Linked DNA regions of Rattus norvegicus: region 2 is linked to region 1. A link is a contact called in public Hi-C data. All regions are on one chromosome and are shown on one strand. Each heading gives the region's core, a stretch centred on a gene start, on an enhancer-like site or on the middle of the called end of the contact. The rest is flanking DNA. Distances are from core to core; before and after follow the strand shown.

What was found. A called contact is a pair of places that touch in the nucleus more often than the background predicts.
Region 2: a Hi-C map of Schwann cells shows a contact between it and region 1, with 4 times the contacts expected there. The contact joins the enhancer-like site here to the promoter of Pisd in region 1. A contact is called at or near these places in 2 of 12 Hi-C or Micro-C datasets (Schwann cells and liver).

The regions. Positions count from the first base shown.
Region 1 is chr14:82,202,672-82,209,779 of GRCr8, reverse strand. It overlaps Pisd (phosphatidylserine decarboxylase), which reads right to left and starts at 4,098. Exons shown (of 8, transcript NM_001399650.1): 1 at 3,950-4,098; 2 at 95-329. The coding sequence starts at 147.
Region 2 is chr14:82,245,792-82,252,899 of GRCr8, reverse strand. Sfi1 (SFI1 centrin binding protein) reads left to right here. Exons shown (of 33, transcript NM_001191682.1): 7 at 243-360; 8 at 6,277-6,379. Among named protein-coding and RNA genes, the nearest start is that of Sfi1, 23 kb to the left of the region's middle. Within about 2 kb of position 3,144, at least 11 of the 93 cell types and tissues checked have an H3K27ac peak or open chromatin away from gene starts, as enhancers often do. A contact at or near this core is called in Schwann cells and liver, where this site is marked.

The DNA of each region.
Region 1 (7,108 bases), core at 2,849-5,348:
ACCTCCATACTGGGGCCACTGGACTTGATGTCTGACCCTCCTGAGATGATGCCAGGGTACATTTATGGTTAGGTCTCGGTGGGCAGCATCTCACCATTTTGCTGCTGCTTGGAGCTCTGGTCCTGGCTGCTTCTCTGACTGACACATCTTGGGTAGGCACAGGGAGAGTATGCTGGCTGGCCGGCTCACTCAATGGCCTTTGTTTTCTCCTTACTCCCCTTTCCCCTCACCAGAGGAACTTCAGTGTGGTCACTGCTCCAGCTGCTGGTGGCAATGCTTCTAGTTTCCGTTCACTCTTGGTGGCTCAGGCACAGCTTAGAGGACCACAGCTATTGCAAACAGACAGGCACTAGTCACACACCTGCTTAGACCTCCTGTTCAGGGCACCTGCTCTGGGTTTGCTGTCAGGGCAGAAGCCCTCGTACTGGGCCAGTCCTAACACTCAGGTTTGGTCACCTGTCTGGTCCCTGCTCTGCTGGAGGGCAGCAGGTGAGTAAAGCCCTGGGGCTGTTTGCTCCAGCCAGCCTGGTAGAGAGGTGACCAGACTGCCACGACTTCTAGGCGCCACTGGGTTCCGAAGGCACAAGGTGGGAATCTGAGCCTTCTGCTCCAGGCTGACGGCCCCTCCCTCAGAGGACCTGACCCATTTTCCACTCAGGTAGCATCTGAGGAATGACAGAGGGGGCAGATAGCCAGGACATCCAGGTAAGGCATCATGTACTGGGCACTGTAACATACTGTAATCCCTCCTGGCCTTAAAGCCTCCAGTACCTGGCTGTGTGTAGTCCAGGCATCTTCACAGGCTGCACACCCAGGCATTTCAGAGAGAGTAGCTGGGGTTGGGCAGCAGCCAGCACTGAAGCCCAATCTTCCTAGTGGCTCTTTCAGTCTCCCTCCAAAAAAGTACCTTGGCCAGGCCATTCCATGGCAATCAGGGCCCGCCGCATGGTCACAGCCTCCCCCCCGTACAGATATCAGGGAGAGAAGAGCGACTTCTCTTCACAACTGCTGCTGTCTCAGCCCAGAGCCCTCAAAGACCTCAGGAGGATGAGAGTTCATAGGGCTACTGGAAGCCCACATGCCTGCTCTCCAGCCTCAATCGCAGCCCTGGAAGGAGTCAGGCCTCTGTCACTACCTTCGGCTTCAATAGACAGAGAGCAGACTCCGACAAGGACCAGCTAGGCAACACACAGCGACAACTCATACTGCTCTTACTAAACAAAGGGATTGTGTGTGACACTGATATGACCATGTCAGCCAAAGAGGCAAAAATTCCAACCCTGGCACTGCCTGCAAAAGCCACTGAATCCCAGGTATGCTAGTGGCCTCTGGGAGAAGGGACAAGGCCACCAAAGCCTAGGTATGTTCGGATTTCTCCCTGTAACCGAGGAAATGGAGGACTGGCCTACTCTGGCACACAAATGTTCTCAAATTCCTCTCAAAAGATGTCAGCACCAGATTAGCACACATGGAAGCCCCACCCCATCCAAGGGTCAGGGCCACTCTTCAGGGATACCCATGCTTCTGCTTTAGGCTCAGGAGAGCCTCTTGCTAACTTTCCCCTCCACCGTAATAGCGAGTGTGCTCACCCACTCATGCTACACTGCGTGCATGCACACCACTTTGGCCAGGCAGCTGGGCTCAGGGGTGATGTGCCATCGTGTGAGTTGGTGTCAGGCCCTCAGAGGCTTTTTCCTTGCTCTACAAAGTCCAGGCTTTGAAGTAGGAGCAGAACTCACACCCAAGACTAATAAGGAAACACCTATGACCTTGTAGAATGTGGGGGGACCACATTCCCCCAAGAATGTCGTTTCCCATCAAGATTTCCTTACTGTCCTACCAAATAGGATGCTAACTATGGCAGCTCTCAACACGAGTCTGCAAAAACAGCTCAGCTAAAACACAGGTTCTCAACCAAGACTCATTTTGTTCTTCCGTAGCACTATGAGGGCCAGTCAAGTCCTTCTAGGCTGGGGTCTTGGACAAGCTGGGTGGCCCACCAGGGCAGGGTAGCCTGGGTTCCTCCTGCCATCAGCAAGGCAGGTCAAAGGACCAGGGGCAGGGAGCTGCTTCCTTGAAGAGGCGCTAAGACCTGTCCAAGGGATGGAAGGACACGGCTGCACTTGCCCACAGTGAGGGCACGGATGAGCAGTGTACTCTTGCCTTTAACCACAGTCTTCCCTCCTACACTGGGACACCTGTGTGTCCACATTTCCTAAAAACATCAAAAGCAGACCCCACACAGCACCCTGGGAACAGGCTGAGTGAGTCCAGTCTGTCCAGCCTAGAGCTGCGAGGACAGGGAGGGGCCTGAGCAGTCTACCGTTTCACCTCCAAAGTGGAGCTACTTCAACAGCAACGCCTCCAGTCTTCCCTGTCTCCATACCCTTCCCTGAAGAAGCCCAGGCAGGCGAGTGCAGATACCACAGTCCCTTCTGAGAGCCAAGTGCAACTTGGATGATGGCCTGAGCGTCCGTCCGTTACCTAACCTGTGAGAACTCAGAGGGACCTATGGTGAGCATATATCTGACACTGCAGTCCTGAGTGCTGGCCAAGGCCTGGGCAAATCACTGCTGCTCTCTCCGCCTGTTTCTTCATCTGGAAACAGGGAACCCTCTTTGCCGACTTCCCTTGAGACTCAGACATGGCTATAACCAAGGCCAGACTAACCTTAAAAACTTTACTACCTCAACCGCGTGGCTCCCCAAGTCTTACCTCCCTTTCTAGCAAGGGAGACAGACATACTATGAGAAGGAAAGATGGGCAGCTCTGAAAGGGGAGCCCCAAAGATGAGCCAGTCCTGCCAGTAAGTAGGAGTAAGGGCTGATGCACGCACATGGGAGGGTTCTGTGAGGACACGCTGTTCTGGGGCTCATACCCATGCCCTTCCCTATCCACCACAGACGCCAAGATACCTGGTCGGTCCCAAATGGAATGAAACATCCAACTGAAGTCAACAAACGGAGCAGCCCAGTTAGCAGCTGCCATAAGTATGTTCGGATGTGAGAGGTGGGGTAGCGTGGGCATGTGTGTTTGTGGGTGGGGGTACAGGCGTGCTCTGGAGTCTGTGCACACCTCCTGACTAGGTAGGTTCTGGTTTAGGCAGGAGATAGAAGGCAGGCAACAAGCCCTTCCTGAGCACGAGACCTCCAATGCCCAGATCATGCAGCCCCTGCTCCCTTTCACTCAGGTTCCCACCCTAGGGTCTTCAGCCATTTCTTCCCACGCTCCCTGAGGCTGGGACACCTGGCAGGTGTGTCCAGGGAAGCAGCTAACTCCTTCTGCCTCTGTATTCCTGGGCTGGAGGTACACAGACTTCAGAAGTAACAGACAAGAAAATGGATCCTCTCTGGGCAAATCCAGCAATTCTTCTGAGAAGTCATGAGTTTGGAAGAGAGGACAAAGAGAAGGCTGGATGGCCTATCACCAAGTCAGTGGCTGAGGGGTGGAGTGAGACAAGGACAGACAAGTGTTCTTCAACTTCTCAAAAAAAAAAAAAAAAAAAAAAGAAAAGAAAGAAAGAAAGAAAAAAAGAAAAAAAGAAAAAAAAAAAAGCAAAACAAAACAAAAACCTTTTCTTGCCCCAAGGCAGAGTCATCTATTCCTTGCCCTCTGAAGTTAAGTCTACAAGGAAGGATGCCTCCCTCTCCCAGGCTGAGGCAGCACAGGAAAAATGCATGCTGGGAGCCCAGAGCCACCCCCAAATCCTGCCTGTACTTCCCACACCCCCCAGCATCTTGTTCACTTCCTGCCCAGCCTTTTGGGGACGAAGTAGAGGAAATGAGCTCAGGCAGACCGACTGAGGAGGGCCTGGGGGGCAGGAGAGCAGGGCCATCAGAAGGGACTCCTCAGGTCCGGCAGTGAAAGAGCCAACTATTGTGCTGGAAGGCACTCCCACCCAGGCCTCCCGGCCTCAGACAGGGAGGGGAGAGCCCCCTCAAAAGCTTGCCTGCTGCCTCAGGTCCTACTTGTGGCTTCTATCAGCTCAGTCACTCCCGAAAACAGCCTCACTCCAGTCTCTGGGCTCTGGTCTTCAGGTCCTCCGGGTTTGGCTAGGTTCTGAAGCTTTAACCTCAGAGTAGGCAGGGGCTCTGTTTCCTGCTGAGGGCGGGGGCAGGAGGAGCAATACCAGACACTGTTAAAGCTAACACACCCTGTGAGCTCCAGCTAAGTACCAGAAGCCCGGAGGGCCCTTTAAGAGGAGGGGCTACAGCCTGGAGAAAAGAGGAAGAGGCCAGCAGGGACCCTAGCCCCACCCTGTCATATCCTCCCGAGACTGACCAAAGACTTTGACCGCTCCCCAATCAACACCTAGCAGAGCAGCAGGGGCCCAGCGTTCCCCAGAGGATGCCTCCTGGAACTTCAGGGATCCTGAATCCTTAGTCTCTGGCTGGCTTCTGGTTACAGCACTTGTCACCTACCCTGCAAGTCAGCTAAAGACTGTCTTCCTCATTACAAAGCTACTTCCGGCATCCCCTTCAGAAGTTTTACAAATACGTTAATCCTTGCAATTTCTTCCTACACCTGATCATGAAGTAACAAGGCTAACCCTGCCAACCTCATCTGTTCCACAGGGCAACAAAACTCCGACACATAAAGCCCAGACCCTAGACCAAGTGGATAGGGGAACAAGAGTAGCTGTGAACAGCCACTACTCACCCACAGCCTAGAAAACGCAGTGCTTTCTGGGCTGGAAATACCCTGAGGGATGTGTCTTCTCCTCACACTGAATGGGAAAATCCCCGGCTGCAGTCAGCAGACCACCCTATACCCATAACCTGCCCAGCTCACACTCAATTAACGTAAGAGGAAATGAATGGGCCTAACATTTTCTAGGGAAACCGAAGATCTACAGGGGAAGTGGGGCAGGTCAACATTCTAGAATTTCATTCATGTTTGTGTAGTCAACTCAGCAGTGGCTGAGTGGCCTTGGGTGACTTAGTTTTTTCATGCTAGACTACTATAAAGGGTACACTTACAGCCCCTCGACAGAATCTCACCCCCAAAATAACTTGATTGGAAGAAGATGACATCCCGTTAAAGGGCTTACAGACAGTGGGCCACAAACCTGAAAAGACACTGACATTGTTTTGACACAGCTCCCCACACCTGTCCTCTTCACCTGGATCCAGCTCAAGCAAGTACCAGTGACAAGCTCAAGGACTATGCTATGGAAAGGCAAGCAGACTGGAGGGCTATCAGGGAGACTTCCATGGTATTATTCCACACCCACACCACACCGCGAGCCTGGGGACACAGAACGCACAGAAGCTGCCTTTATTCACTCAACCTGTGCACCAGTAGATAGTACTAATTAGTCCCTGGCCTCTGAAGATTATCTGGAGTCTGGGGGAGTAGCTCAGTTTGTAAAACATTCCCTTTGCAAGGAGGAGACCTGAGCTTGATCCCTGGGGGCCTGGGCACCACATGTCTTTTTTGTAAACAAACACTTTTAGGATTTCAAGTGATAGTTTACACATGAATTTCTTTCTGGTGAACCCCACCCCACTTATAAGATTAATTCACTACACTGAGGTCCCTTTGGGATACCCATGCCCCTCTATTCTGGGTCCTTCTTGGCTGAAACTGCTACCTAGTGCCAATGGGAGAGTCAGCAGGCTTGAAGATCATTTAGCTGCCAGCAAAGGAAGGCAAGGGATCTGGAGCCCCTTAGTAGAACACAAGCTGGACCCAAGGTGGGTGACTTTCATGGGTGACTTCTGGCATTCCCTGTCTGAACACTGTCTAATGCCCTGTGTCAGGGATGATGCGTAGTTGATGGACAAGGACAGCAGGTGCTCCGTCACCTCTTATTACCCAAGTGTCCAGAGGTAAATATGGCTACTTTCTCTGAGAAGCACAACAAGTCACAGGCAGGCTCATTTCCCACACGTATAGTTAAAAAGCCTGGGCAAGCATGGAACGTTCACCACACAAGGTTCTCTGAGCCCTCCCCAATTCCTCTTCTTTGTTCAGAAATGTCTCTTAGGAACATCTCCAAAGACAATGTCTAGAAAGCCCACGGCCCAGCACACTCACCTCCAGTTGAGAGCACTACATGGATACCGAGAGATGGCTTGCTTTAGGGCAGGATAAGCCCAGCAGAAAGCACAGCACCCCAAGCTTCCAAGTCATCACCTACCTGCCTAGGAGACAGGCCTTACTTGTTTCCTATTTTATTTTATGCTATCCTGTCCTATTCTATTTCTGTCAAGATATCTAGAGTCTCACTCAGTAGCCAGATTAGCCTGGAAATCACTAAACAGTTCCCGAATAGTGTTGACATTATGGCAATCCCCCTGCCTCAACATCCTAAGATGTTGAACTATAGGCTGGCCTTGTTTTTAAACTGCACATGCTTAGACACAGGCCTTAGCTTTCCCACACAATGGAAAGGCTGGCAATCTCCCAGTGGTACAGTTATGCCTCAGCTGAGGGAGGCAGGAGGAGACGTTAGACTGGAGTACGAGTTGGAGTTGGCCACATGGCAGCACAGCCTGAGCCACCTAACAGAGTGGCCAAATGTCTCAGAGCCATGGGTCCCTCACAGCACAGAAGCAGCAACGGTAGGGCCTGGAGACCCCTGAGAGTCCTCCTCTAGAACCCAGAGTTCTCTGAGGGCAGGTCCAGCAGTGTCAGAGTACTGCTCCAGACACTGCGCTGCCACAGAGGCTAGGCAGGAGGTAGGCTTTCCCCAGCGAGTTCACTACTTGCCCATTTAAACAGGCACAACTCTCTCAGCACCTACTGCACACGCCCTGCCTGCACCTACACGGCCTCATCTAACAACTGCGGAAAGTCAACGGCAGCCCTGCGTAAGCCCTCCTCAAGCTACACTCTTGTACCCACACCGAAACACAACTCTAGGACGAGCTAAAAGTAAGGAGGCTAAGTGGGTGTCCTTGGGCAGCCTGGCACCCCAGCCCAAGCCTGGCCTCCGCACAGCCGCCTCCACTGCTCCTCAGGCCATGTTTATACAAGAGGCCCAAGGCTAAGCCCAAAATAAGCATCCTCGCTTATGTTTCTCGGGTGTATAAAACAGTATTTTAAGGCAAGAATTCACAGTGCGATGTACTTTTAAAAACTGCAAAGAAAAAATACAGCAGGT
Region 2 (7,108 bases), core at 1,895-4,394, 44 kb before region 1:
CCCTCTCTACCCATTTTATTTTTTTCAGACTTTATTTTCAGTTATGTTTATGTGCCTGTGTCTGTGTAGAAAGGCAGATCCATCCTGGAGCTGGAGTCACACGTGGTTATGACCTGCTGCCCAGTGTGGCTGCTGGGAACTGATCTGGCCCTGTGCAGGAATAGTAGATGCTCTAACCGCTGAGCCATCCCTCCAGTCTGGTTTCCACCTTCTTAATAACGATATCTCTTTGACATCTCCAGATATGAAACAGAAGATGCGCCACGCCTGGAAGTCCTGGTTAATATACATGGTTGCTCGTAGGACCAAATTTCGCATGAAGAGCACTGCTCTAGAGTTTCGGAGGCGGAGTGTCTTATGGTGCGTGTGGGGTGCCATGGGTCAGCACACAGCATTTTACCTTGGCGTTGGTGATGCTTTAGTTCACTCATCTCAGCACAGTGCCTAGAACACAGGTGATACCTGTAAATACCCATTGGTTGATAGCATTCAACTATAATGTTGAATTTTTATATAATCATGATTAATTCTAATTAAGTGCTTATAGTGTTCTAAGCCTTGTTAACTTTGTGTATATAATTCTGGGGTAGGGATGTGAGCCAGCTAGTCTTATGTCAATTTGACACAAGCTAGGGTTGGTTATCCAAAAGAAGGGAACATCATTTGAGTAGACACTACCATAAGATTGGGCTGTAGGCAAGCTTGTAGGGCATTTTCTTAATTAATGATTGATGGGGAGGGCCCAGCTCATTGTAGTTGGTGCCATCCCTGGACTGGTGGTCCTGGCTTCAATAAGAAAGCAGGCTGAGCAAGCCATGAGGAGCGAGCTGTAAACAGTATCCCTCAGTGGTCTCTGCATCAGCTCCTCCCTCCATGTTCCTTTTCTGTTTGAGTTCCTGTCCTGACTTCCTTCATTGATGAACCATGATATGGATGATTAAGCCAAATAAACCCTTAACTTGCCAGTTGCTTTGGTCATAGTGTTTCACCACAGCAATAGAAATACCAATTAGGATGGTAGTATAGGGGAGTGAATGTAGGGTCTATCATGTGGTTGATAAATACTCCACCATTGAGCTTTGTCCTTAACTGTCTTTCTTTCCTTTGTAGACAAGGCTGGCCTTGAACTCACAGATATCTGCCTATCTCTGCTTGCTTCTTGAGTGCTGGGATTAAACCAAACTCTACCATGCTCAGATCCTCAGTTGTATTTTTACTTCTTATTTTGTGTAATCTGGCCCTGAATTCTCTCTGTAGCCCAAACTTGTTAGTATTTGGCTTTCAGCCCTCTTGACTCAGCCAAATAGTTGGGGTTATAGGTCTGCACCCACAGGTAGGGCCATGTATGTGTTAAAATGCAACACATTTTATTCAATTCTTGGCATAAAATGTAAGTACATTACTACATACATCATCATGTACAGTAAGGCTCGGAAAAGTTGAAGGACTTTTCTAAACTCTTGTCAGTTTATCATTGAAAAAAAAATGAGGGCTCACTGTCTGATGCAGCCATTGTACTGCCTCTCACCAGGACTCACTGTCCACTGCAGTCACTGCACTGCCTCTCACCAGGATCACTTTCCACTGCAGTTACTGCACTTTCTCTCCCCAGGATCACTGTCCACTGCAGTCACTGCACTGCCTCTCACCAGGATCACTGTCCACTGCAGTCACTGCATTGCCTCTCACCAGGATCACTGTCCACTGCAGTCACTGCACTGCCTCTCACCAGGACTCACTGTCCACTGCAGTCACTGCACTGCCTCTCACCAGGATCACTGTCCACTGCAGTCACTGCACTGCCTCTCACCAGGATCACTGTCCACTGCAGTCACTGCACTGCCTCTCACCAGGACTCACTGTCCACTGCAGTCACTGCACTGCCTCTCACCAGGATCACTGTCCACTGCAGTCACTGCACTGCCTCTCACCAGGATCACTGTCCACTGCAGTCACTGCACTGCCTCTCACCAGGATCACTGTCCACTGCAGTCACTGCATTGCCTCTCACCAGGATCACTGTCCACTGCAGTCACTGCACTGCCTCTCACCAGGATCACTGTCCACTGCAGTCACTGCACTGCCTCTCACCAGGATCACTGTCCACTGCAGTCACTGCCTCTCACCAGGATCACTTTCCACTGCAGTCACTGCACTGCCTCTCACCAGGACTCACTGTCCACTGCAGTCACTGCACTGCCTCTCACCAGGATCACTGTCCACTGCAGTCACTGCACTGCCTCTCACCAGGATCACTGTCCACTGCAGTCACTGCACTGCATTTCACCAGGACTCACTGTTCTCTGTAGCCACTGCTCTGCACAGCATCTCACCAGCATCACACACACAGAACAAAGTTATCAAAGACCAGCTTTGACATCCAGGGTAAACTGAGGTGGGGTGTGGAGTTGGCAATTGACTGGGTCCAGTGAGAATGCTCCTTGGGAGGCCAATGAAGAATTCCTTTGGGGACTGTAAGAGGCAAGTGAAAAAAGAAAGAAAAAGAAAAGGGGAGGAAAAGAATCTCTCTCTCTCTCTCTCTCTCTCTCTCTCTCTCTCTCTCTCACACACACACACACACACACACAGTCACACACACAGAGTCACACACAGTCACACATTGAGTGGATAGAGCAAAGCTCCAACAAACAGGCTTCAACTTTTATTTTTTCTCCCATAGTTTATATATCCCAGCAGAACCTTTTAAGCAATATAAAATTACAATAAAATTACAATGTGATTACATTCTATTTTTTCTCTAATGAATGATTATAAAAAACAGTATGTTCCTTAATACAGTACCTAGTGCATGTTAAAAAAAAAAAGGAAAAACAAATGATTCCTAAGAACTCACATACATTCGTAACTAAGTAACTTATAGATTAACAAAGTACGAGCAAGCAAGATAAATTTCTCAGCAAGTTTTTCTTACTGGCGGGCAACAATTTGTGGTTACAAAGAAAGGATCAACTATCTCATTTATGGTAAAAAAAAGAATCTTATAAAAATCTTAAAAGAATTACAAATCTACCTTTATATAAAAAAATAAGTCACTTCTACTTTAAATCCTCAGGGTGCATTAACAATTTATTACGTGATATCAGGAATCTGAGGGCAGAAGTGGGTACAAAAAGTTAATCATCAACTTGATCTTGCTTTAGCTAGAAGGCAGCTAGTGCTGGTCAGCAGCCATTGTTCTTATTCCCTGACCTTAGAGAATCCCTAGCTCAACTTCAAATTGTTCTCTAAGGTTTTCTACATCAGAGCCACTAACAAAAACATCTTTTTTTTTTTTTTTTTTTTTGGTTCTTTTTTTCGGAGCTGGGGACCGAACCCAGGGCCTTGTGCTTCCTAGGCAAGCGCTCTACCACTGAGCTAAATCCCCAACCCCCTAACAAAAACATCTTAACTAGCATCTCTAACAATCTGTTTTTCCAAATGCTTTCTGAGGGTGGTGGTCATTGCTAACAGGCTGCATTTCTAAGTTCTGCCCAAGAGTGGTGACTGAGTCACTGATCTATCCCAGCAGCAGTGCTTGAGAAAGATCAAGTTCTGTTATGGTGAGTGCCAGAGAGTCTGCCCAGTGAGGGGCTGGATGCCCAGTAGCGTTTCCGTACAATTCTTAGATTAAGATAACAACAGAGCGGGCTGGAGAGATGGCTCAGTGGTTAAGAGCACTGACTGCTCTTCCAGAGGTCCTGAGTTCAATTCCCAGCAACCACATGGTGGCTCACAACCATCTGTAATGGGATCCGATGCCCTCTTCTGGTGTGTCTGAAGACAGCTACAGTGTACTTATATATAATAAATGAATAAATAAATCTTTTAAAAAAAGATAACAACAGGGCTGGGGATTTAGCTCAGTGGTAGAGCGCTTACCTAGGAAGCGCAAGGCCCTGGGTTCGGTCCCCAGCTCTGAAAAAAAAAAAAAAAAAAAAGAACCAAAAAAAAAAAAAAAAAAGATAACAACACAGCAAAACTCCACAGTTCTCAGGACATGAGTCCTCGGGGTTCTGCCTCTCCAAGGCACCCATCATGGCTATGGTACCTGGTAGGCTGAATTCCATGAATTCTAAAGCCATTTGTTGTTCCCTCTGCGTGGCCCTTGACACAAAGTCTACTTTGACTCTTTTTTTTTTTTTCTTTTTTCTTTTTTTCGGAGCTGGGGACGTCTACTTTGACTCTTGATTCATGTAACAAAGCCTCTTTGTAACTGGTTCTGTGCTTTGCCTCTGGTGGTTCTCTGGGTCCTGAATGTCAGTATTTAAAAGCTCAGGAGATGGGTTCTGAGTACAGCCTGCTAGCTTTACAGCTCCGCTTACTTAGCTCGGAACCCACATGCATCATTGAGTTATTTTACCTCTCCATATTTCTTTTTTCTCTTCTGTGAAATGGGTTTACCATTAGTTATCAGATAATACCTGTGACTTAGCAGTGTCCAGGATATCTGCGGACAGGAAGAATTTTTATTTGTTTATTTAGTGTATGTGCATGTATTAAAGTGTGATTGCACATATATATGAAGATGGTTTCTTCCTCACCTTCTACTTTTATTTTTTGGATACAGGATCTTACTATGTAGGCCTCGATGGCCTCAAACTCATAGAAATCGTTCTGCCTCTGCCTCCCAAGATCACCACCATACCAGGCTCTACCTTACTTTTTAAGACAGGTTCTCACTGAACCTGGAACTCACCAATCAGCTGGGTTGGCTGGACAACTGCTGAGCTTCCAGGGAAGCCTCCTGACTCTAGTCCCCAGCATGGAGGTTACAGAGCTTATGTGGACGGGTCTCAAGCTTGCATAGCAAACACTTCACCATTTGAGCCATCTCCCCAACCTTAAGAAATTTATTTTTATTTTTATTTTTTTTAAAGATTTATTCATTTATTATATATAAGTACACTGTAGCTGTCTTCAGATACACCAGAAGAGGGCATCGGATCTCTTTACAGATGGTTGTGAGCCACCATGTGGTTGCTGGGAATTGAACTCAGGACCTCTGGAAGAGTAGTCGGGTGCTCTTAACCACTGAGCCATCTCTCCAGCCCCAAGAAATTATTTAAGTAAAAATAAGGTATTTAAAATGTACTATTGTAGCTATTGTTTTAAAATGTTAAATTAGTGTGCAGCTCTACCTTCATCATCCATTTTTGTATTATGAGTTTGTTAACTGTATTTTTATTGAGGAATTGATGTCCTGGCACTGCTTGGGTGCTGAGCACTGCGTTCCTGATTTTGTAAGTGCTAAGAGAGGAAGAGTGCAAATAGCTGTAGATGAACGTGAGCAGTGGTCTAGGAGGGAGAGGCCTTGTGAGCAGTTGTTCCACTGTGTTTGCCTTGTTCTGGTCCTTTTAGTGGGCAGAGATAACTTAGTGTCTGTCCCATAGCTTTTTCTAAAAGGTCTGCTTTTATTTTATGTGTATGGGTGTTTTGCCTACCATGCATACTATGTATGTTTGCATACCACTGTGTGTGCCTGGTGCCTGTAGAGGCTAGAAGAGGGCACTGGATCCCCGGGGCTGGAGTTCCACATGTGTGTGAGCCAACAAGGTGGTGCTGGGATTCAAACTCAGGTCCTCTGGTGGAGGAGCCATGGCTGTGACCCTTCTGAAACCCATGTAGGTTGTTTGTTACAGCAGAGACAGCTGTTTCTCCCTGCTGTTTTCAACAGCAAATGAGAGGAGGTGGCTGCAGTAGGAGGGAAGGCGGGAGAGATCCTGCAAGCTTGGACCCAAACGCCATTGTTCTTTGTCGTCTGATGTTCCCATGACGTCTGAGTTTTAACTGTTGGCAGCTCCTGTTTTTGAGAACTGAATTGTGTAGGCAGAGAAGCAGGGCATGTCTATGGTGCTGTGGGGCTGGGACTGTTACTCAGTAGAGAGCCTGCCTGACATGCACACTAGTTCCTGGCTTATAGACCTTCTTTTTTTTTAAATTACAATTTATTTGGGGTGTGAGAAAGAGGTAATGCATGAGGAGGTCAGAGACAACTTGTGGAAGTCACTTTTCTCCATCTACCACGTGAGTCCCAGGGATTGAATTCAGGTTGTCAGACTGGGTGACTTGAGCTCGGATACCCACTGTCCTGAGGATGGCAGATTGACTTGTTTTCCTTTGCGGCAGTAGGCCAGCAGGTGTTAGTTTAGAGATGGCATTGTGGGGGAGGGAGCCTCGGGCTAAAGTTCAGAAGCACTGGTTTAATGTAATGGTCCTTCTCTCTTCTGGGGGTTCCTCCAACCCCAGACTGATTCCATCTTTGAATCGCTCTTCCAGTTTCTGGTGGAACAAGTGGAGGTGGCGACTAGGACGAGTCCACGCAGAGCAAGCTCTCCACGCAGCGGCCGTGAAGCACAGGGCCCTGAGCCTCCAGCTGCAGGTTTGTCTGGTATAGTCAGGCTGTGGTGTTCTAGGACTATAGTTAGCAGGAAGTCTTCTCTCTGCTGTGCCCATCCTTTACACTGCTCCACACCTTCTACACTGCTCTCCCACTCCATCCCAGACCCAACAAGCAGCAGCAGAGAGAAGACTTCCTTCCAGGGGATCTGATGCCGTCTTGCCTTCACACACACACACACAGGCAGGCACACACACACACACACACACACACACACACAGGCACACGCACACACACGCATACACACACCCTCACACACCACACACACACACACACACACACACACACTCACTCACACACACTCCACCCCTGCTACCCCAAACACAGAATAAATAGGGCCAGGGAGATGGCTCAGCGGTTAAGAGCACTGGCTGCTTTTCCAGAGGTTGAGTTCAATTCCCAGCAACCACATGGTGGCTCACAACCATCTGTAATGGGATCTGATGCCCTCTCCTGGCATGAAAGTGTACATGCAGACAGAATACTCATTAAATAAATTGTAAAAAAAAAAATAGTTAATTTAAATAAAAATAAATAAAAATAGAATAAATTAAAAAAAGAAAGAAAGTGGAGGGAAGGAGGAAAGAAAGAAAGAAAGAACAAATGAAAGAACTCCAAGTGAAATTTTGGCACGATGTTGGGGGCGGGGGCAAGGATTTATTTTACTTTACATATGTAAATTTATTCCTTCATGTATGTTTGTGTGTGTAC